3 separate regions of the Mus musculus genome follow, and all the other regions are linked to region 2. The links are chromatin contacts, called in public promoter capture Hi-C maps. All regions are on one chromosome and are shown on one strand. The core of a region is the stretch at or near the end of the contact, and the rest is flanking DNA. Distances in the headings are between cores, read along the strand shown.

What was found. Promoter capture Hi-C pulls out the DNA fragments that hold promoters and counts their contacts.
Region 1: a contact with region 2 is called in a promoter capture Hi-C map of liver, with 2.6 times the contacts expected there. The contact joins the promoter of Trim67 here to the promoter of Galnt2 in region 2. A contact is called at or near these places in 1 of 39 promoter capture datasets (liver) and 1 of 484 Hi-C or Micro-C datasets (embryonic stem cells).
Region 3: a promoter capture Hi-C map of liver shows a contact between it and region 2, with 2.3 times the contacts expected there. The contact joins the promoter of Gas8 here to the promoter of Galnt2 in region 2. A contact is called at or near these places in 2 of 39 promoter capture datasets (hippocampal neurons and liver) and 1 of 115 datasets of contacts at active chromatin or transcription factors (bone marrow-derived macrophages).

What each region holds. Positions count from the first base shown.
Region 1 is chr8:124,791,247-124,795,227 of GRCm38.p6, reverse strand. Trim67 (tripartite motif-containing 67) reads right to left here and starts at 2,209. Exons shown (of 10, transcript NM_198632.2): 1 at 323-2,209. The coding sequence starts at 1,327. Gm46059 (a long non-coding RNA gene) reads left to right here and starts at 2,841. Exons shown (of 3, transcript XR_001778718.2): 1 at 2,841-3,924.
Region 2 is chr8:124,229,257-124,233,164 of GRCm38.p6, reverse strand. Galnt2 (polypeptide N-acetylgalactosaminyltransferase 2) reads right to left here and starts at 1,771. Exons shown (of 16, transcript NM_139272.2): 1 at 1,516-1,771. The coding sequence starts at 1,638.
Region 3 is chr8:123,516,744-123,520,837 of GRCm38.p6, reverse strand. Gas8 (growth arrest specific 8) reads right to left here and starts at 2,003. Exons shown (of 11, transcript NM_018855.2): 1 at 1,886-2,003; 2 at 148-234. The coding sequence starts at 1,888. It also overlaps a transcript of Dbndd1 not described here.

The sequences.
Region 1 (3,981 bases), core at 960-3,459, 560 kb before region 2:
GATGTATGCATACATAGGTGAATGAATGCACGAAGGATTGGATGGAAGCATGGGTGGATACCCATGCCCAGTGTATGGATAGATGGATGCATGCATACATAGATCGATGGAATGATGAACATGTGGGTAGATGGAAGGACGGATGTGTGTGTGTGTGTGTGTGTGTGTGTGTGGACGGACGGACGGACGAATGGATTGGATGGATGGATGGATGGATGGATGGATGGAGTGATTCCTGTTTGGCCCTCAAGCCCACCAAGAAGGGGTTCAGAGAATCTCTTTTCTTCCACCCTGGCTGGCGTTCCGCACAGCCGACGCTCACCTTGTGCTGCTTCCACGTTGCCCCCAGCGGCTTCACCTCGTGCTTGCTGTGCCTGCCTTCCTCCAGGCACATGTAGCACACAGGGCTCCGACAGCTCACGCAGTACATGCTGTAGTTCTCCATCTCGTGCTCGGGACATGTGGGGAACTTTCGCGGCGCGCTGGCCCCGGCACCCCCTGGGCTCCTGCATCCTCCTGCGCTGGAGGCAGTGGAAGTGCCTGTAACAGCAGGGGTAGCCTCTGGGGGTGTGGGCGGCGGCGGTGGCTGAACTAGCCGATGCTTAGCGAAGGGGCCCCGGGACGGGTGGCACTTGAGCTGGCAGGTGGCGCAATAGAGCACGTCGCATTGCTCGCAGAGAGTGGCTGCCGGCTCCGGTGGGGTGCGGTCGCACAGCTGGCAGATGGCCACCGCCGGGGCTGCAGCCGCCCCCGGAACAACCCCACGGCCCTGCTGGTACCGCTGCACAATGCCCTCCAGTAGCCGGTTGCGCTGGAAGCCTCGCAGGCCGCGGTGATCCAAGGAGGCGCTGCGGTGGCACTGCGGGCAGGTGATGGAGCTGGAGGACGAGCAGAGCGAGGAGCAGGCGGCGCCTCGGGCCGCGGCGGCCGAAGAGCCCGGGGGCGCAGGCACCATGGGCAGCACGCGGACTCCATTGGGGGACTTGAGGCTGGGGGTGTAGGAGCCATAGCCGCTGTCAGTCTCGCTGTACAAGCTCAGCTTGTCCGCGTGGTCTCCGCCACCGGTCGCCCCGCCGCCTAGGCCTCCGGCTGTGTTAGCTCCCGCGCCTCCGCTGGTCGCGCCGGCGGCTGCGTCCTGATCCGGAGGGGTTGCGGCGGCGGCGGCACCTCGCGAAAGAAGGAGCGGCGGGGGCAGGTGCTGCTCGCCGTCCGGGGTCTGAACCGCGATAGTGCGGGCGCACGGCAAGCAGACATTGTGAGAGCAGGGCAGGATGATGGGTTCCCGGAACAGGGATCCGCACACTGGGCACTTCAGCTCCTCCTCCATCGCCGCGCCCGCGGCCAGAGCCGCTCGGGACCAGCCAAGAATGGTCAAGGCTCCGAAGACAAGCGCAGCTGGGCTGGCGATGTCAGCGCTCTTGAGTCAGGAGGCGGGGGTATTTCACGGGCATGCTGTCTTCACCCGAGGGTGGCACGCCCCCTCTCTGTCCTCAGGCCACCGCCCTAAGACGCTTGGCCGCCAGAGAAAGGAGGGGTCCTCACCTCCTGAAGGCGAGGCTCCCTCACCGGAGGCAGCCGTCTGAAGGTGGCGGGGAGCCCTCGCGGTGGCCTCCGAGGTTGTCCAGGTGTTGAATAGGCAGCAGTAGCGCCGTCCGGGGTACCTCGTGCCTCCACTCCACGAAGGACCAGTGACCCGCTGCTGTGAGCCAGCAAGGCTACTGAGCCCGACTCCGCAGCGCCGCTGCCCCGAGTCTTCTTTCTGCGAGCGCCCCGCCCCTACCCAGCTCTTGGCCAGTGCCCGAGTGGCGGGGCCAGGGCTGGTTCAGCACCACCAGACGGCGGACAGCGCCCGCGAGAGGATGGGCCCGGAGTCCGCGCCCGTCCCCCCTCCCGCGCGCATCCTCCGCCAGGCTGCTGTGCAGCCGCGGCCACCTCGGCATCCCCCGGCCCGGAGACCGTCGCCGTACCGCTGCTCGGGCCGCTGCTCTCTGAGCTGCCTCCTCGTAGGCCGGTATTGAGCAGCGTCCCAGGCTGGCCTCGCCGGCTCCGGTTCCTGCAGCGCCCCTGACCTTGGCCGCGCCACGCTGCAGCGGCGGGTGGGGGGCGAGCACCCGCTGGCTCGGGAATCCCCCTCCCGGCCCCACCGCCTCCCGCGCCCGCCCGCCCGCCGTGCCGCGCGCCCAGGAGTTGTAATTTCCAGAGCGAGAGTAACGGGGCGGGGGGCGGGGAGCCAGGCGTCAGCTCAGCGAATGAGGGCTCGCCTCTCGCGGCTGGCAGTCAGGGGCGGGTCGGAGGGCTTCGTGGGGAGGATCATTGTGGAGAACTGCTCCGTTACGGATGGAGACTGCACGGTGAATTAGCACGGCGCCCCGCCCAGCTTGCCAGAGCAACCCTGGCCAGCTCCCGCCCTGCCCACTCCTCGCCACCATGAAAGCGTAAACAGCGGTCCCTAAAAGGCCAGTCGCTTGAAAAAGGCCTCGCAACACAGCGCGACAGTCGGTTCCTAAATCTATTTCCTCCCCGCAAAAAGCTTTCAAGGCACAAAATGTCGGACAGCCTCGCGCCAAAGGGCGAGGTTTGATTTATGCATCTTTTTACAAGCCTTTTTTTTTTTTTTTTTTTGTCTCCTTGGTTCTACTGGGGCTAGTCGTGGAAGATGAGGGCCGGAGGACTTGGCGAGGACACGGTGAAGGTTGCCAAATACAACCTCCCCAGGCTGCTCGCGAGTGCGGAGAGGCGGGAGGCAGCGAGCAGGTGTTCTCTTTATGAATGGGAGCTTCCTGCAACGTCGCCGCCCGCGCGCCTGGCTGCCGTCTGCCCGCTGTTCTGCGCTGGGTAGTGCCGGCTGCCCAGAGAAAGGAAGTACGCGCTGGGCATAGAGCTAAGGGCGAGCCCTGGAAGGGAAGAGCGCGTGGAGCGAAATGCGCACCACGCGGCCCTCTCTTCCTGTGCGATTCAAGCTGGCTTGGAACAGACAAGGAAATTGTCGATTTAGAAAGGATGTGTCAGTCAGCGTGCTGGCTCGTGCTTGTAATTCTAGCACTTGGGAGGCCTAGGCAGAAGGATTGCTATGAGTTCAAGGCCAGCTTGGGCTACATAGTAATTTCCAAGCTAGTCTGGGTGTTACATAGTAAGACTCTGCTGAACTGAAACAAACAAAAAAAAAAAAACAGCAACCGTGGCGCAGACTCCTGCTGAAGGAATGCAGGGCCCCAGCCACTGTCAGCATTTGGAAAGATAGCAGGAGGAGAGAAATGAAGCCACAGACTAATGAGGCAGCTGCCTTGGCCTGGCTCTGTGCCTAAGGGATAGAACCTCTGGTGGAAGGGAGGTCACCAGGAAAGCCATTGCAAAGCACCCCAGTGAAGCCCATATCTTTACAGGACTTCCGGGGTCCTGCAGCTTGCTTCCACCTGTCCAGTCTGGAAAATACTATAACAATATATATATGTGTCCGTGCCAAATTGTTACAGTAAATGCTCTGGACTACTTTCTATGCATCTCAGTTCAGCTGAATGGCTTACAGAAGTCTGGCTCCATGTTTAAGGGTAGGCTCCTGCTAAACCGGACATCCCAATTAGCCCTGCTTCAGGAAGCAGTGCTGCACGGTGGGGGTGGGGGTGGGTATGGAGGCGGCAACTGTCCTAATCCACTCTCTGTAGATGAAGCTTCAGTCACCTGGTCCTGCCAGCAATACACTGAAAAAAAGAAATTCTTCAGAAAGTCACTATTGATCCTAAGGTCTAGGAGAGTCACAACTTGGGTTATTGAAAGCTCTTCAAGAAGCTGGAAGGTGGTGGTGCACGCCTTTAATCCAAGCACTCAGGAGTCAGAGGCAGGTGAATCTCTGAGTTAGAGGCCAGCCTGGTCTACAGAGCGAGTTCCAGGAGAACCAGGGTATACAGAGAAACCCTGTATCAATAAGTAAGTAAGTAAATAAATAAATAAATAAATAAATCCTTTCTGCTGAACCCAGCTACC
Region 2 (3,908 bases), core at 522-3,021:
GTGACTAGGAAAAAGCATTGTCAGCAGCCAGGGTATTCCCAAGGCGAGGGAAGTCTCCTGGGGAAGCAAAGTCCGTACACACCACACTTGCTCAGAGTCACCATGGTTCTCAAAAACCTGGCTGCTGCCACCAGCCACGCTTGCTAGACTTAAACCCTAGCAAGCAGGGGCTCCCAGCACAACAACCATTCAGAAAGCAGGGCTAATGAGAGTCAGTGTCCACCCCACACAAGCCAGGCACAGGGAAACACTGTTTCCATGTTCGTTACTGAAAATAAAAAACGAATCATGAACCCCTCCCAGAGTCAAAAAGACACTTCCACCTTCCTCCCTCCCTTCCTTCCTCCCTCCGTACCTGCAGCTAGGAATAACTTGAAGATGCCAGAGAAAAAGGGAATCAGCCATGTGCCTTTGACATTCAGTGTCTGAGTAGGGGTAAAGTCGGCGGCTGCTCATGGGCAGTCCATCCTACTCAAGATTCTACCCCCTATCTCCCTAAGCCGCGATCTACCTCCATTCTTTTCTGGTCGTGTACTGTTACTCAAAATCAAGTAAGGAGGGCTACAAATCTTTGGAAAAGATAACTATATTTCGAAGCTCGTTAGCTAGTAAAACACCACAAACCCCTCAGGAGAGAATACAACAGCCTAGACAGCACCAACCAAGGCAAGGATCCCACGCTCGCTCGGTGTCCACTCGGTACCCAAGCCGAGATGACTGCCGAATCAGAACCTGTAAGCTCTAAGACTCCCGGCCTCACTACCGAACCCACCAGAGACACACACCGAGGAGGGACTTGGGGTTAGGAAATGCGGACTTGGGGTTAGGAAATGCAAGCGCAAAAGGCTAGGTAGTTCCCGCCGCCGTGAGCGGCCAAGGGCCGAGGTGGGCAGTGTAGCAAGTAGAACGGGAGGTCTGACAGAACCACGGTACGACCTCACTGCCGGGGTGCTGGATGGGGAGGATAGGGAGGGATCACGCCTCTGATCACTGGAGCACCAGGGTTCCAGCCCGACCAAGGTCCCCAAGATCTGGGCGCAAGACGAGAGGGTCGCGGGTTCCAGTTGGGCGGAATGTGGCTCGGGGAGCACCGGGTTTCGGGTGACAACGATCCCCAAGATCCCGGAGCAGGGAGTGGGGCTCCGGGGTGATCTGGGCGGAGTACGGAGCAGGGGGCAGGGAGTCCGGCGGAAGGGTTGTCCCTATGATCCCGGCACAGGGAGTGGAGCGCAGTGTCGCCAGCGAGATAACAGCCTCCAAGATCCTGGCGCAGGGCGGTACGTGGCTCCGGGTGCCCGCGCCCCGCATGCGGGAGGCAAGTCGCTGCACCCAGAGCCGCGGGTGAGCCGGACAGGGCCGGAGCTCGCGCCGCTGGCCTGAGGGCCCGGAGAAAACTTGAGGCGCGCGTCCCGGCCAGGGTCCCCACATCTGCTGCCCCGAGCCGGGGAGCACTCTCGGTGCACGGCGCCTCCCCGCTGCAGGCCCGGGTCGGCGCACAGGCCTCGCGGCACTCACCTTCCTGCCGGCGCCGCCCCCGCCCGCGGCCAGCGCGGAGCCGCCCCCCGAGTACATGTAGTAGGCGATGCCCAGGACCCAGAGCAGCGCGAAGCACAGCAGCATCCGCGAGCGCCGCCGCATCCTCGCTCTGGGCGGCCGCCGGGCAGCCTGGCGGCGCGGCGGGCGGAGCGCGCGGCGGGCGGAGCTCGGGGCGGCGGCGCGGGAAGACGCGGCGCTCGGCGGGCGGCGCTCGGCGCTCGGCGCTCGGCGCCCGGCAGGAAGCGGCGGCCCAGCGGCGGGGTCAGGGAGCAAAGGGCGACCAATCGACGCTGAGGGGCGGGCGCGGGGGCGGAGCCGAGTCTCCATGGCAGCGGCGCCCCGCCCACTGCGCGCCCCCGGGAGTGGCAGGTGGAGGCAGCGGGCGCGGACGCGCGGTTCCCCAAAGACTTGGAATGGGCCAGTCTGCAGAGATCGCCCCGGCCCGCCATCCGTCACATTCACTATTTGGGCAATAGTGGGTTCTTGGGTTTTTATTTTTTATTTGTGCTTTCTCTTTTTTAATATAAGGTCTCATCCTATAATCCAGACTGACCTCGAACTCACCATCCAGCCCATGCTGGCCTCAATCTCGCAGCACTCCTTTTGCATCAGACTTCTGAGTCCTGGGATAACAGGAATGCACTGCCCTGTGGTCTGAACAAGACTAAGACAGGGAAGGTAGATTTCAAGGCGCTTGCTTGTAAGGATGACCCTTCCTGCTCTTAAAAGCAAAATGGAATGGTGGTGGTTTTAAATAAACGTGAAAAAGAGGGGAGATAGATGGTAATTTATGTTTTTAAATCTTTTCGGTTTTTTATTGGTTGCTTTCTTGAAGGAATGAGGTGAGCATAGTAACCCACTTAATAGAGCAGGCAGCAGCGAGTTCCCTGACAGCAGCTCTGGTGACTGTAACCTTGTCCATGACCTTGTGACTCTAAGTCCCTGTGTCTGGAAAAGAATTTCCAGTACTTGAGAGCCTGCAAATATTTCTGAGATCTGCCCACACTGCAGGAGGAAGGAACTCCCTGGGCGGCAGTCTGCCCAATCCTGAACAAAGAGCACCGCAAGCCTTGGGCTACCAGGATTCTGAGCCTCACCTGAACTTCAGACTTCTCAGAAGTGAGAAGGGAAAGCCTCTTAGTTCCACCAGACACCCCATTCCTGAAGACACCCCATTCCTGAAGACATCCCATTCCACCAGGCACCCCATTCCACCAGGCACCCCATTCTGCAAACACCCTTCACAGAAGACAGGTTTCTCATACCCTAAGAAGTTCCGTTCCAAGTACTAGAATCCGAGCACTGTACTGACCAGGGAAGAGATTTGTAAAATACTGAAGAGATGACAGGCTTGAAAACACCCAAGAGTCTTGGGGACAGTCAGATAAGTGGGAACAACTGTTGCCCCTCAGAGGCCTGGGAGTGAAGGGAAAGAAGAGGAAGCAGGACAAACCCCAAAGAGCAGGAAAGAGACAAGCAAGTGGCCCCTCCCCCAGCATAGCATCAGCATCAGTATCTGTTGAAAACTGCAGAGGACAGAAGAGAAAGTCCCCACCCGGAGCCCTGCCTCCAAATGCTTCCTATCTGAGAAGTCAAAGGACAGCAAAACTGCTACTACAAAAGCAAAACAGAAAGTTAGTCATATTGCTGAGTGTGGAAGAGGAATCCTAACATTTCATCTGATTATGCTCCCCAACACACACATGCACACACACAGGCACGAGCACACACACACACACACACATTGACTGATGGTGGTTGTGTCACCTGTAATCTCAGCATTCGGGAGGTTGAGCCAGGAAGATTGCTAAATGAGAGACAGAGAGACAGAAACAGAGAGACAGAGACAGAGAGACAGAGAGAGACAGAAAAAGACAGAGATAGAGACAGAAGAACAAGGAGGAGGAGGAGGAGGAGGAGGAAGAAGAAGAAGAAGAAGAAGAAGAAGAAGAAGAAGAAGAAGAAGAAGAAGAAGAAGAAGAGGAAGAAGAAGAAGAAGAAGAAGAAGGGGAAGAAGGGGAAGAAGGGGAAGAAGAAGAGGAAGGGGAGGGGGAGGGAGGGGGGAAGAAGAAATAATAATTATAGTCTGGAGCGATGGCTCAGCAGTTGAAGTACTTGCATGTGAGGACCAGGAGTTAGAACCCCAGGAACCCACCTAAAATGTGGGCAGGCTTGGTAGCCTACCGTGATACTGTGCATGGGAGGTAGAGGCAGGTAGTCTCCAGGGCAAGCTGACTAGCTCAACAAGCTGAGAACCAGCAAGCTTTGGTGTAAGTAAGAGACTCGTTTCAGTACATAAGGTAAAGAGCTGTCAAAGGCCACACCACAGGTCAACCTCTGGCCTCCACACATACACGTATGCATGTATGCCA
Region 3 (4,094 bases), core at 754-3,253, 710 kb after region 2:
GGTGAAGTGAGGAAACTACGGGCACGGGATAGACACGTTACGTTTGGACAGACTGAGAGTAGACAGACACACAGATAAGAGTTTCGCCAGCACATCTGCAGCGGTGCCTACCCCACCCTTGAGCCAGGCTCCAAGGGCTGTGCTCACCTGCTCCTTGGTCATGTCCTCTGGTGCGACGCCATCAACAATCGCGGTCCCTTTGGCTTTCCCCTTCTTCCCTTTCTTTTTGGGTGCCTTTGTGTGAAGAAGAGAGGACTGAGTTAAGTACAGGACAACTCTATCTCAGGGTGTCCCTCCTTGATGGACTGACTGCTCACATGGTCAGCTCTACCTCAGGGTGTCCCTCTTTGACTGACTCGGTTCACACAGGCATAAGGGGAAGGAATGCCTGTTTAGAATCTTGACCTTGACTGTTCACACAGTGCTGACTGGAACATTTACCTAGGGGGTATCATTATACTGATCCCTCCCCCCCATTAATATACCAGAGGTGGGGAGGGAGAGAGATCTCATTTGGAGAAGCACTAAGGGGGAAGGGAAGGAGAAAGAAAACACTTCAAACCCATTCACTCCTGGATGTAGGACAAGAATTTCTTTGTTACGGTTAAAAACATTCTTTTGGAGAGATGGCTCAGAGGTTAAGAGCACTGACTGCTCTTCCAGAGGTCCTGAGTTCAATTCCCAGCAACCACATGGTGGCTCACAACCATCTGTAATGGGGTCTGATGCCCTCTTCTGGTGTGTTGGAGGACAGCAGCAGTGTACTCACATATATAAAACAAATCTTACATTAAAAAAAAAAAAAGAAAAACTTATGGGGGGGTGGAGAAGGGGTGTTTTGGGAAAGGCAGCATTTGAGGAGGTAGTGTGGAAACCTAAAAGATAAAAAGAAAAACTTATCTGGGCTTTAAAAAGGAGGGATACACACACACACACACCCGCCCCACCCCACAAGTATACTGGCAACCACGCTTCATAGCCACCACAGAGACACAGAAGACCCTCATCAGCAAGGACCGAGAATAAGCCTTTTGGAGAGACCTCACAGCAATGACCGAATCTGAGGCTTCCTGACTCGTGTCTGCCATTATGAACCCACTTCAGGGAACTCTGGTCTTGAGCACACCGCACACACTGTGTCTGTCTGCAGATGTTCCCAGCAGACACTGCTCACAGGGCCTGCTTTATTCTAGCAGCCTTGACAAGGCCATAAATGCTTGGCGGGAAGATTAAGCAGCAGTTAATATCGGCCATAGTTCCAGGCAGGCAGACGCAGGAAGATGCCACCCCACCAGCTAATGACCCATGCCCTAGCACATCTGCCAAGACACTGCACTACTGACAGCATCTATCTCCTGGGTGGGGCGGGGCATTATGTGAGAAAAATAAAGGAGACAGGGGGCTTCGGCCTTCTTCTTCTCAGGAGCCTGAGATACCCAAGGTGTGTATCCCTGGTCACTCCATGACACTCTGCCCTTGGTAGGGAGGCCTCCGGCCACATGGTACACGCTAGGTTTTCCACCTCCGAGTTCTCGGGGTTTCTCCTGTGCCGGATTCTGCGCCCTGTGGACACTTAATTGACCCCTGAGCCCTTAAGTACTGGTCCCAAGGATCTGACGGACTCAGCTTCTGATTTCTGGACGCCTTGCACACTGGACTCTCAGTCTAGCCAGTGTGATGATCATCCCAGAGAACCTGAATGCAGGCCCCGGCCTCCTGGCCTCCCCAACCGGGACCACACGGAAGAACTGCGCCCAGCTCTCCATTCTAGTAATCCAAAATTGCAGGCCCTCCCAGTCCCGGGGACCCGACCCTCTCCACATTTCTGCACGAAAGCCTCCCAGGTTCTCTGTGCACTGGACACTCCGAGCACAGGCCGACTCACCATGGTGCCAGCAGTCCAGCACTTCCACTAATCCGGGATGGGCGCTGGTCAGAGGAGGCTGCGCGGTCTCCTGGCAACTCCGACTAGATCCCGTGCTGGTTCTCAAATCCTCGCGAGACTATCCTCCAGTTCTCCCCTCCCACCCACCCCCGCCCTAAGGGACCTGGGCAACCGGGAGTGCGTCCCTAACAACGCGCCAGAAGAGCTAGTGTTGCCCTCGGTGTATTGCTGGTCTCTCTCCCACTACAACTTGGGCTACAGAAGAAACCTATTGTGGTTCCTCGGGTTCTCCAGAGTCTACATGGCGGGCGCTCACAAGGAGGAACGGATAAAGAGAAAAGTCTGAATGATTAATCTGCCTCCCAAGCCAAGTTCCCAAATTGGATGCAAATATTGAGCTAAGAGCCCGCTCCTGCGGCCCATCCACCTTGCCCTGCTTGTGAAAATTCCTTCCACATGCTGCTCTGATGAGACTGAACGTGTAAAGCTGGGCTTCCAGAAAGAAAAACGCTAAGGGTGTTATGCCTGCGACCACTGGGGAAGCTGAGAGGAAGACTGCATGCGTTGGAAGCTAGCCTGGGCTACATACCAAAAACCCTGTCTCAAAAAAAAAAAAAAAAAAAAAAAAAAAAAAAAGAAAAAAATGCTGGAGAGATGGCTCAGCGGGTAAGAGCACTGACTGCTCTTCTGAAGGTAGAACCACCCATAATGAGACCTGACGCCCTCTTCTGATGCGTCTGAAGTCAGCTACAGTGTATTTATTTATAATAATAAATAAGCGAGTTGATTGGAGTTGCTTGGAGCAGGGCTGCACCCTGCATAACAACCACATAAAGGCTCACAACCATCTGTACAGCTGCAGTGTATGCACATACATAAAAAGAAAGAGAAACAAAACAAAAGCAAAACAACAACAAAGTGGCTTAGCAGGACAGGGTAAAACAGAAACAGAAGGGACAGCAGGTTATGCTCCTCTGCCTGCTCTGAGGATGAAGATTCCACACCCATAAGTGGATGCAGCAGGAGAGAAAGATTGCTCAGTGGTGGGGATCTGAGGCTCCTAGCAATGAGACTCCCCTGTTTGCTAACCCAACCTCCCAGTGTCCCCTCTCCCAGATTCTTGAAGAATGGCCCGCTGGAAGAACAACACCGGATCCTTGTGAGCATTCTAACAGTGGCTTATTTGTAGTAAATCTTAACAAAAGTCCAACATAGCCGCCACGCTGTTTGCTGTCAGTGAACTTTAAGGCGAGCCCCACTCGCCTGGGAAACTCAAAAGCAGCACCTAGAAGCACCTGAGCACAGTTAGGTCAGCTGTCGAATGCTGTCAGCCGAGAGCTCAGATTGTCAGCCGGAACATACACAGGTGGACTCCGGGTAGCCTGTTTTTTACGGGAGCCTTCCAAGAAAGCTGGATTTCTTTCCTAAAGACCTAGCCTTGGGAGTTGCACTGTCTCACATCTCCCACACTCTACTAGCCAGTGCAGTCACAGGCTCCAACAGCACTGCAGCTAAAAGATCCTGATGGTACGGTTCTGGAAGAAATGGTTCCAGCAGTTTTGGCTTGTTTGTTGAGGCGGAGTCCATGTAGCCAAGGCTGACCTCAAAGCCAGACCATCAGCAAGATCAGAGATGAACATGAACTGCTCCTCCTGCCTCCACCTGTGAAGCATTTGGGACAGGTGTGTAGCACCATGATTGGCTCCCTGACATTTTAACTGCTTTACTATTTTGGAAAGCACAGCCTGCTAATGTCCCAGGTACCTAATAGTGGCCTATGCCCAACCCTCTTTTTCTTTTTTTTTTTTTTAAGATTTATTTATTTTAAGTACACTGTAGCTGTCTTCAGACACCCCAGAAGAAGGCATCAGATCTCATTAGGGATGGTTGTGAGCCACCATGTGGTTGCTGGGATTTGAACTTAGTGCTCTTAACCGCTGAGCCATCTCTCCAGCCCTCCCCCTCCCCCTAAGCTAACCTTATAACCCTGGTTTTGTCCCAGGGAGGAAAGGAATGACCAAGGACCGAGCACTGACTCAGCCAGGCCTGGTGGGGTTTCAGAGGGCTTTAGCCAGCTGGTGGGGATGTTCCCTTGTTTTGTAAACTAAGAACTATTTAACTTTCTGAAATCGGCCTTCAAGCTTAAAGGCCACAGGCTACCTTGTGTCCACTAGAGCTGGGCAGAAAGCCAGAGCTTTGACTCAGACCC